Regions from separate parts of the Mus musculus genome. Here all the other regions are linked to region 3. Evidence: chromatin contacts called from public HiChIP or PLAC-seq data. All regions are on one chromosome and are shown on one strand. Each heading gives the region's core, a stretch centred on a gene start, on an enhancer-like site or on the middle of the called end of the contact. The rest is flanking DNA. Distances are from core to core; before and after follow the strand shown. Region 1 has its middle 6.9 kb from the start of Gm41463. Region 2 has its middle 17 kb from the start of Gm41463. Region 3 has its middle 26 kb from the start of Gm24039.

Evidence for each region. HiChIP or PLAC-seq counts read pairs in DNA pulled down with a chosen protein or histone mark.
Region 1: an H3K27ac HiChIP or PLAC-seq map of the HPC-7 cell line shows a contact between it and region 3, with 7 times the contacts expected there. The contact joins two enhancer-like sites. A contact is called at or near these places in 3 of 484 Hi-C or Micro-C datasets (adipose-derived mesenchymal stem cells, uterus and ventricular fibroblasts), 2 of 115 datasets of contacts at active chromatin or transcription factors (the HPC-7 cell line and embryonic stem cells) and 1 of 9 other capture datasets (embryonic stem cells).
Region 2: a contact with region 3 is called in an H3K27ac HiChIP or PLAC-seq map of the HPC-7 cell line, with 6 times the contacts expected there. The contact joins two enhancer-like sites. A contact is called at or near these places in 1 of 115 datasets of contacts at active chromatin or transcription factors (the HPC-7 cell line) and 1 of 9 other capture datasets (embryonic stem cells).

The regions. Positions count from the first base shown.
Region 1 is chr16:58,153,871-58,157,374 of GRCm38.p6, reverse strand. No RefSeq gene overlaps it. Among named protein-coding and RNA genes, the nearest start is that of Gm41463, 6.9 kb to the right of the region's middle. Within about 2 kb of position 1,629, at least 2 of the 459 cell types and tissues checked have an H3K27ac peak or open chromatin away from gene starts, as enhancers often do. A contact at or near this core is called in the HPC-7 cell line, where this site is marked.
Region 2 is chr16:58,129,848-58,133,203 of GRCm38.p6, reverse strand. No RefSeq gene overlaps it. Among named protein-coding and RNA genes, the nearest start is that of Gm41463, 17 kb to the left of the region's middle. Within about 2 kb of position 1,368, at least 1 of the 459 cell types and tissues checked has an H3K27ac peak or open chromatin away from gene starts, as enhancers often do. A contact at or near this core is called in the HPC-7 cell line, where this site is marked.
Region 3 is chr16:57,856,646-57,860,107 of GRCm38.p6, reverse strand. No RefSeq gene overlaps it. Among named protein-coding and RNA genes, the nearest start is that of Gm24039, 26 kb to the left of the region's middle. Within about 2 kb of position 2,042, at least 67 of the 459 cell types and tissues checked have an H3K27ac peak or open chromatin away from gene starts, as enhancers often do. A contact at or near this core is called in the HPC-7 cell line, where this site is marked.

The DNA.
Region 1 (3,504 bases), core at 380-2,879, 300 kb before region 3:
AGTCCAGCCACATTCCTCTGTCTCTCCTGACTGAGCTCCTAGGTTGTCCTCTAGGCAGCAACAAACCTATGTGTGCTCTTTCCTCCCATCCTTGTACTCTCGAAGTCTTTTCCCTGGGCTCTACCCAAACAATCAGAGTTAACAAAGAAGAAAACATCTGCTAAGGTCAGGATCTATTGTACACTTAGACCTGGTTTCAGTAATAGTGAATACCTGGAATCGTGGAGTTTTTCCATTGGCTTTATAATCTTTTTTTTTTAAAATAAATTATTCTATTGTTTCTTTGATATTTCAATTAATAAATTTTGATGATATTAATTCTCCTCTCTGAAACTCTCTCCTTATCCAATCTCCCATTCCTTTTTTTTTTCCTTTTTTAACTTTTTTTTTTTTTTTTCGAGACAGGGTTTCTCTGTGTAGCCCTGGCTGTCCTGGAACTCACTCTGTAGACCAGGCTGGCCTTGAACTCAGAAATCTGCCTGCCTTTGCCTTCCAAGTGCTAGGATTAAAGGTATGTGCCACCACTGCCCAGCAACTTTTTTTTTAAAAAGACTTATTTATTATTATATGTAAGTACATTATAGCTGTTTTCAGACACACTAGAAGAGAGTGGCAGATCTCATTACGGATGACTGTGAGCCATCATGTGGTTGCTAGAATTTGAACTCAGGACCTTCAGAAGAGCAGTCAGTGCTCTTAACTGCTGAGCCATTTCACCAGCTCTTCCTTTTTAACTTTCAAGTCCAATTAGTACTGCCTATCTACGCTTGGGTAAGTCGCTATCTACTAGAGTGTGGTCCACATACCAGGGGTCACACCCCTATCAAAAACTGACTCTCCTGCTCTGAGTAGCCATTAATTGTCAATAGCTCCTAAGATAGGGGTGGGATTTCACATCCCCTTCCTCTCTTCATGTTCTTGTTTTATCAGACTTGAGCATGTGGAAGTCATGTGTAAATGTTTTACCTCTGTGAATTCATATGTGGAACTGTCTTGTGTCTGGAAAATACAATTATAGTCACCCACCACCTCTGACTCGTACAGTCTTTCTGTATCCTCTTTCACAGTTAGCCTGAGTCTCAGGAGGATGGAGTATGATTCAGATGTCTCATTTAGGGCTGAGCAGCAGTATCCTACTATATATGAGTGAAGCACAAGAAGCAGGCTAATTCTCTATGCAAAACACACACACACACACACACACACACACACACACACACACACATTCTCTCTCTTTCCTTCCCTCAATTCCTCCTTCCTTCTCCCTTCTCCCTCTCTATATGTTCCTTCCCAGGCTCTCTGTGTATGTGTGTGTGTGTGTGTGTGTGTGTGTGTGTGTGTGTGTGTGTGTGTATGTGTGTGTATGTGTGTGTATGTGTCTGTGTGTGTGTGTGTGTGTGTGTGTGTGTGTGTGTGTGTGTATGCACGTGTGCGCTTGCGCATGTGAGCATGTGTGTGCATTGCATTGCTTTGGAAGAGAAATTCCAGCTACAAATTGTGTTTTTCTTCTAGCTCATCTGTAAGATAACCCATGAATGTAACTGTTCTCTAAAGTGGTTTCATCTGCCCTATTTGGGGGACACTGCTGGCCAGTAGGTGTCAGGGATGATTTTCCTTATTGCTGACAGCTCTTTATTGACTCAGCCAGCAATAGCTAGGTTGAAAAACATTGTTTATGCAAGGTCCACATGTGTGCTGCTATCTCATTAGGCGCAGATGTCTGTATTCTAGATACAATCTTTACACCAGCGCCCAAACCAACATTATGTTAAGGGACTGAATTCCACAAAATCCAGTCCTCATTATCTGAACTCGTTTGGGGGAGCAATGCCTCTTGTTCCTCTCCCAGCCTCTAGCCCTTTAAGTCACTAAGGGAGCAGTTTAAAAACAGTGAAATACACAGCAGGAAGGTATTTGCAACTGTAAGACTCTGGCCTTTACCAAGACTCAGGAGGTTGATCAGAATTCTGTCATGAGAATCTGTGCCTGTAGCCGAGTCAAAACAAAATATTTCTGATGATTTTGCCGGGGGAAAAATACAGAGAATTAACAGTGAGAATGATTAGTGGGGTGAGGACTAGGTTAGCTAAGTAAAGGTCACCAGATGGATTGCTGTTGTTTTATTGTTGTTGTTGTTGTTATAATAATAATAATTATTAAAATGACTCCTAGAGAAAATGTGAGCTAATTCCCTAACTGATTGTTAATTACCAGCAGAATTTGATTTAGAGTGACCAGGCAGAGGTTCTGTTGACCTCAAACCTGTTCTGCCTCAAGCAGAAAAACTAATTTAAATGAGGTTAGCAAGTAAGCTGGTACTAAGGATAGCAGGTTTAGTTAGATTTCAGGAAGACATGCTTGACTCTAGAGATGACTGGTGCTAATTCAGGGCAGCAAAGAAGGGATGGTAGGAAACCCAGCCCTGAAGTACATTCACCTAGCACTGCATTGGGTTTATAAGTCAATACGTGCTGATGGCAGAGTCAGGACAGAAATCATTTTTGTGCTGCTCTAGCTTACTATACACTTTTATTTATGAATTCCTGGTGAAATAATTTTGCCTCAATGATTTAAATAGAAAATGAAATGGTGAACGATTGCAATATTCTGTGTAAAATAAAGCTTTTAATATAATAGGAATCACTATAATATTTTGAAAAGGAAATATGTATAATTGGACCTGGGAGATGGCTCAGCAGGTAAAGGGACTTGTTTCCAAGCCTTGTAAAACTGAGTTCAATCCTTGTGGATAGACACAACAGAAGGAGAGAATAGATTCCTATAAGATGCCATCTGGTCTTCACATGTGGGCCCTGGCACAGGTACCCCAAAATGAATGAATAAATGAATGAATGAATGACATAATAAAATTGTACATTTCCTACTGGACTGCTTTTATGTTGGTATATTAAAATTTTTTAAAATCCCTGTTCTTTATAGATGGCAGTTTTACTAGCCTGGCAGGAGAGCAGGCATTTTAAAGAAAAAGTGGTACCCCTTTCTTTTGCTACCAGACTATTGAAATGAAGGATCCAGGAAAATTAAAATTTCACAAGACATAAAAGACTGGAACCCTGCTGCCAGTCAGAGGAGGGAATTGCCTCCCAGGAAGAGATTTCACACACTTCTGACATCTTATGGTATTTCCTTGCAGTGCACGATGGAGCCGGCCACTGTGATTCTAGTACTGTGCACTACATAATGCAGATCATTTAGGATTATGTTGTATTTCTATCAATTTGAATCTATTTTTAACCATTCTCTTCCTCTTTTGAGCGTCTTTTTCTCTCTGCCTCTGTCTCTGTCTCTCTCTGTGTGTTTGTGTGTGTGTGACTTTTTCTCTGTACACGTGGGCCCTGGCACAGTGAGTGTTTCTATCTCTTTCTTTTCTCTCTGTCTCTCTCTTTCTGTCTGTCGTCTCTGTCCCTGTCTCTGTCTCTTTCTCTGTATGTGTGTGTCTCCTTTCCAAAATTCTTTAGGAATTTTGTGCAATATGTTTTAGTC
Region 2 (3,356 bases), core at 119-2,618, 270 kb before region 3:
CCCTTTTTAGCCTCAACTTCATTTAACTGTCAGTTCCACCAGGCTGTGGATCGGGTTGCTGCAAGACACATCGCACGTGTTCCACAGCACAGGTGGCCTGGGTGAGTCATGACCCCTTCTGTAGAATATTTACAGAAAATGCTTGTATGGCATTTGTGTTTAGATCTCTGAATGAAGTTTCTCAGAGGAATGTTTCTGTTTTGTCCATTTTGTGCTTTTAAAGTATCCAGAACGCTGTGAACACCTTCTGACTTCTTTGGTCTTACTTTTGATATTATATTCAAGTAGTGGTACTGTAAGAGAATCCAAAGTTGATCAATCAAATCCTAAATCTACACTCCCAAGTAGTCCATGGGCTTACTTTGCGGAGACATGATCAGGACTCACTTCAGTTTACCTCTGCATATACTGAATGTGGCTCATTACTTTGAAGTCTGATATAGCTTTAACCTTATGGTTGATCACTTATGGGGGCTGAAGAGAATAAAAGTTTAACTTGTCTCCCACTTTCAGAACTATAGTAAGTAGCAGAGTTGTCTCATAGTTTTCGTAGATTAGGTCTAGGAATCTGTCAAATCCTGCAGCTGCTCAGTCTCTCATATAAAATATATAATATTTGCATGTAACCTGTATACATTCTCCTGTGTACTTTAAATCATCTCAGTAGATTACTTATCATATCTAACATTGCAAATGCTATATAAATAGCTGTTTTTTTCAACATGTGTCTCGAAATTTTCACCCAGAATTGCTCCTATCTAAAGGAAATACAGGGACAAAGAGTGGAGCTGAGGCTGAAGGAAAGACCATCTAGAGACTGCCTCACCTAGGGATCCATCCCATATGCAGACACCAAACCCTGACACTATTGCTGATGCCAAGAAGTGCTTGCTGACAGGAACCTGATACGGATGTCTCCTAAGAGGCTCTGCCAGAGCCTTACCAATATAGATGCAGATGCTTGCAGCCAACCATAAGCACAGGGACACCAATGGAGGAGTTAGGGGGGAGGACTGAAGGAACTGAAGGGGTTTGCAACCCCATAGAAAGAACAACAATATTAACCAAACAGACTCCCTCTCCCGGTAGCCTGCCCAGAGCTCCCAGGGACTAAACCAACCAAAGAATACACATGGAGAGACCCATGGCTTCAGCTGCATAATAGCAGAGAATGGCCTTGTTGGGCATCAATGGGAGGGGAGGCCCTTGGTCCTGAGAAGGCTCAATGCCCCAATGTAGGAGAATGCCAGGGAGGGGAGGTGGGAATGGATGGGTGGTTTGGGGAGCACCCTCTTAGAAGCAAGGGAGAGGGGAAGTGGAATGGGGGTTTTTGGAGAGGAAGCCACTACTGCCACCTCCTTAGTGGAGATAAAGTTGTTTTTCTTAGTGTAGTTCTGGTTTGCATTTCCCCAGTGACTGATGCTGATAAGACTCTTTCTCTGTGCTTATTAGCCACTTGAATATCTCTTTGGAAAAATATCATTTAAATCCTCAGTTCAATTTTAATTGGGTTAGTGTTCTTTTCACTGTGGAGTGATAAGAATTATATCTTATTCAGGATAATAGCCCTTAATAGATAAGTGACTTAAAATATTTATTTAATCATGTGGCTTGTCTTTACACTCTATTGACAGCATATTTCAATCTATAAGATTCTATTTATAAGCAAGTCCAATTTGTCTACGTTTTGGTCATTGACGTTTAAGAGAAAAAAACTGTGCATAGTTAGATCCAATGTCTTGAAGACTTACTCCAATATATTCTTCTGAAAATCAAATATTTTGTCTCTTGTGCCTTTAAGTCTTTGACTCATTTTGAGTTAATTTTAGTAAGTCATGTGAGCTAAGAACATAAGATCATTCTTTGAAAGTGGTTACTCCATTCATTACAGTCATCCAATGACACCACTATTTCCCTTGTTGAATGGCCTTGGCCAAAAGTTAGTTGACTAGAAGTGTATAACATTACTTCTGGCCTCTTGGATTTTTTTCATTGCTTTATGCACCTATGCCAATTCCAGGAAGTCACTCTTTTCACTACTATGTCACAATAGTAAGTCTTAACATTAGGAAGTAATTCCTCCACGTTTTGTTCTCTTTAAAAAAATTTTTTTTTTTTTTTGCTATTTGAGATTTATTCTGATCCAGTACAGATTTTACAATCTACTCTCCATCTCAGCAAAATATGAACTGGACTTTTGATAGAAATTGCTTGAGGTCTATAGATCAGTTTGAAAGCTATTGGCCCTTTAGTAATATTGGGTCTTTTGATGAACATATATGCCTTTCCATTTATTTAGGGTTTCTTTATTTTTTCTTCCATGAATTACCTCATTGCTTAGCCTTTTCTGCCAAGTTTTTTGGTTTGTTTATTATTTTCTCTGTCATCCTTCTTCCCGGGTGGTGGCTACAAATAGATTTGTCTTAAAATGGTTTTGACAAATGCCTACTGCAGAGCATTCTCAGCCCTGTGTTCTTCTTAATTAGGCAAGAAAGAAACAAATCCTTTGGGTTGGTCCATCACTCAACCAGCAGGCAAGCAACACAATGAACTACAAGTCTATGAGAATCAATTCTGTTCTGTGGTCACTGGTACTAGGAACCGTAGCAAGAAATGCTGCCTATTGGCTCTAAGGCTAACTCTGATCTAGGGAGGAGGAGATAGACACAACTAAGGTAAAAAGCCACCCAAACCTTGTACTGAAACCTGAATATTTTCATTGATTAAGCACTTGCTTTATACCCTTGGATGCTTTCTAAGATTGTGATGGTTGACCATGACGAGTCTTATCAGTTTCTTTACTGTGTCGACTCACCCTACTCTATTACTTTTCTTTGATCCCACTCCAAGCTTAGGTCCTTAGTGCTAAGGAAGTACCCCACCACCACACTTTAATAAGCCAGCACATAAAGCTGTACTTCTTGCTCTAGACCATGAGTATTATGGGTAGTGTGGAGGCTCTGCTGTATTTCTGCTTCTGCTTCAAGATTCAGCTCAAAAGAATAGCTGCAGGTTTGAGCAGTGCCCCGCGTCGAAGTTGATGGAAATGGTAAATTATCCACTAACTCTTTAATGTTCTTTCTGGAAGTGAGTGTTCCAACCAGGTGAGCAGACAGAGAAGTGAGCATTTGAGGATACAAATATCTAGTAAAGAAAGCTTGAGTATTTTCCTGTTAAGGTTATAGTTAAGAGTATATACACGAAATAGCTTTGAGCCTCATAGAAATACAAGTAGTAAGGTAATTTGCTATGGTATAGGGGATAACAACTACATAGTAGTCCAGCTAGTAAACCAAGAGCAGCAGTTATTATATGCAGGTAATTTAATATAGTGTTACTTTAAAGATGAAAGGAGT
Region 3 (3,462 bases), core at 793-3,292:
GTATATGTATATGTATATGATGTATATGTATATGTATGTGTATGTGTATGTGTATGTGTATGTGTATGTGTATGTGTATATGTATATGTATATGTATATGTATATGTATATATACACATACATAATATATATCATTTGATAAAATAAATCGGGAAATGACATTACCTGGGAAACTAAATGGTCAGTTTCAAGTGGAAACATTCAAAAAGCTACAACTGATTCTGAACAAGAGACAAAATATTGAATCTCCACTAAGAAGAAAAACACCAAGAGAAACAGCAATAAATCATATTAAGGTACTCACTATCATTTTTTCAAAGAAATTGTAAAATTTCAAATATACTCATTAAGCATTTTTTTAGTTAAGCATGGATATTAAAATGCCACATTTATTTAATGTTTCACATTAAATTAAATTCCTTTTATCATTCACTTTAATCACCAGACAAACTTTTTTTTTAGGAGTCAAGAGGTTAAGTGGTAACTTTCATTTTTTTACTAGATGTCTAGATTTCAAGGTTTAACTACTTCTGACCTAGATATGTTAGCAGTAGTAGTACCTTCACCTTCTATTTCAGAGCACCTTACCCATAGTTCCTAACAGGAAGCAGTGAAAGGGAAGGGAAGGAATGATTCTTGACACACAGCCAAAGTGATCAGCGTTATAGGTTATAGAAGGGAATTGGTCAATTTGGTTCACAAAAGGTTGTCTAGGAAGTGTGGACTTCCCTCGTGTACTAAGGAAATACTAATAGCTCATTTTTCACAGTGGTATGATTTATTTGCTCCACTTACATTTGGTAGCATTGTCTTGCCCCAGGCTTATTGCTAAATAATACAGAAGCTAGAAGGAAATAGAATAAGCCAGTTGAGAATGTGAACCATGTGGGGAGGTCAAGACACACTCCCACATGCCCACACAACACATGACTTTGTGGTTTCTTCTATCGCTGTGAACGAGACTGCCACTTCTATCACCATCATTAATTAAAACGAACATTCTTAAAGCTTGTACACCATCCATTCATTGTAGGGCTAAGCAGGATTATTCCAGGCTTCAGCCCAAGTTCTCGAAAAGCCTAGCTGATTAAAAGGCATTAACATCTGTGTTTTGCCAGCACTGATTATACTGATTGCTGGCAAGTGTTTTCTGCTCAGACCCAACAAGGGAGCTACAGAAAATCTCAGTGAGCAGGACGCTTACTCAGACCGAACACCACTGACTGAATTATCTGCTCCCTCCTTGGCAAGGGACTAAGACTAACTTAGTGTCTTCCAGGCACTTTGCAGAGCGGGTACCTTGTGGCTGATCAGCTGACAAGCATTTAGATGGCATCTAAGATTGAACAGTGGAGGCTGCAAAGCCTTAGGAGACTGGTGATCAATCCTAAGTAATCCAAAGACTTAAAACATGCAGCTCTTACCTTTTACCCCCTGACTTTTTCCATGGACTCATTTTGTGTAAGTGCTGCTAATGAAAAGGGAAAGAAAGAGGAATTCAATTAAGTCAAATCTGGCGTGACAGAAGAGAGAGGCTCTGGGATCATCCACAGAAATTCATTGCCTATCAACATTTCTGCATCTTTCTTCAGTGGAATTAATCAGGAAAGGTTAGCTGAGGTTTGAATCCTTCTAAGCCTGAAGATCCCTTGCAAAACAGCACCTCTGAACAGAGGGCTAGCAGAATGGAATGCATTTGTTAGGGATCCAACACAGCAGCCTGGAAGCCCCCTGTTGCCTGTGATAAGAATAAATCAGCTGAGAGTCCTTTGTGTTTTTAAAACAAAGCAAACCCAGAAGCAGTGACTTGCAAGTTTGCAGCAGGCTTATCTAGCTCACTTCAGGAGTGCTTGCTTGTGCCCACTCTGGATGTTTTCTTTTCACAAACAGAAAGTTGAATCAACAACTTTCTTGGCACTCTGGTCTCGGTAGGTAAAAGGGTCTGTGAAATGTGGAATGAAATTCTCAGGTTTTGAAAGTGATACTGCAAGGTTAGGAAAATAAACGACTTGATGATTGTTTTGCTAGCTAACTTAAACTCTGTTCTGCGTCACAACACCGGACTTCATTGCAAGAAAACAGACAGCAAAGGGGAGCAGGGTATACTCAGACCTGAGTGCTGCTTTGGGGGGATAAAATTGACCTACACCTGTGTTTACCCCTACTGGGCACTACTATCATTAATATCACAAATTAGGTAGTTTGCTAATTCTTTTGCATATTTTTTCTCCTGTCTTCATGAGATTTCCAGTAATCCTTCAATGTAGATGGAACAGAAACTAAGACATGCTAAGTATCACAGTATTTTTTAAGACCACTACCCTCCCCATCATCCTCTCCACGAGTGGTCACTTAGCATTTGAAAAATCCCTGTCTCTGCTCAAGGTCTAATGTGGATCATCTCTTTTAATCCTCACTACCACCCTATGCAACTGATCTTGTTTCTGTTTTACAAATGAGAGAACATGGTTGATTGGAGACTAGAATCACACAGTTGTGAGTCCAAGTCTAGAGTTCTTTCCATATTGTTTTAATAATAGAGTTAACAAAGAACAAAGGGAGTGCTAAAGTTTCCAATTCATTTCATATCAGCTTCCTCTAGACCAAAATAAGGCTAGACAGAGACCATGAAAAGAAAGCTCCATTTGCAGCCCCTTCCTAGAATAAAGCAAACATGCAATAGGCTAAAATATTTGCAAATCTTTTGGCACTTTGCAAACTGCACTGGGGCTGTCGTCTCTCTAGGCTTGAAGCTTAATGTAAACATCTTCCAAACCTGCTACTGATCAGAAAATGTCATTTTCTAAAATGCTTTGTCATAAAGTCTGCCAATGTCAGATAGACTTCCATGCCAGATAAGACTCTTGGTTTCCAAACTACCCTGGTTATAACCCAGTAGGTCTTTGTCTATGGCAAGTCTTTAATGAGTGCTTACTGAAAGAATACAGTAAAGGAAAATGGAGATGGCAAAGGCACTGTTTTTTTCCTGCCATTTTGAAATATGTCATGCTCTAAATGCCAAGACAGACACAAAGGATCACATGTTTAATAACTGTTACAATAGACATTCTTTTCTTAGGTCTTGAAGATGAAAATTCCCTGGGAAGAAAATGGCATGTAGGAAGCCCATAGGAACATCACTAATCTGATAAAAAAGGTGTTATAAGAAGTCATGGACATTCAGCTTGGGAGAAATCCATGCCCTCCCTGAGATGACTAAGATTTGTATCATCAGTTCACAGAGCGGAGGTTTTAGAGGAAGCAGGCAGTTGCACAGGAAGTTCATCATTAAAACTATCCCCTCACGAGGCTGAAAGTCTCTACACTTACAGGAAACTAGCTGTTATTCTAGGAGAAGCATAAAACAAAACCCACCAGGGGTATCTCAGCCAATTGTGGCCCTGGTTTCCTCTGTATCAGGGGAGTTCAAAAGCACATGAAAGAAAAAAAGAAGACAGTGAT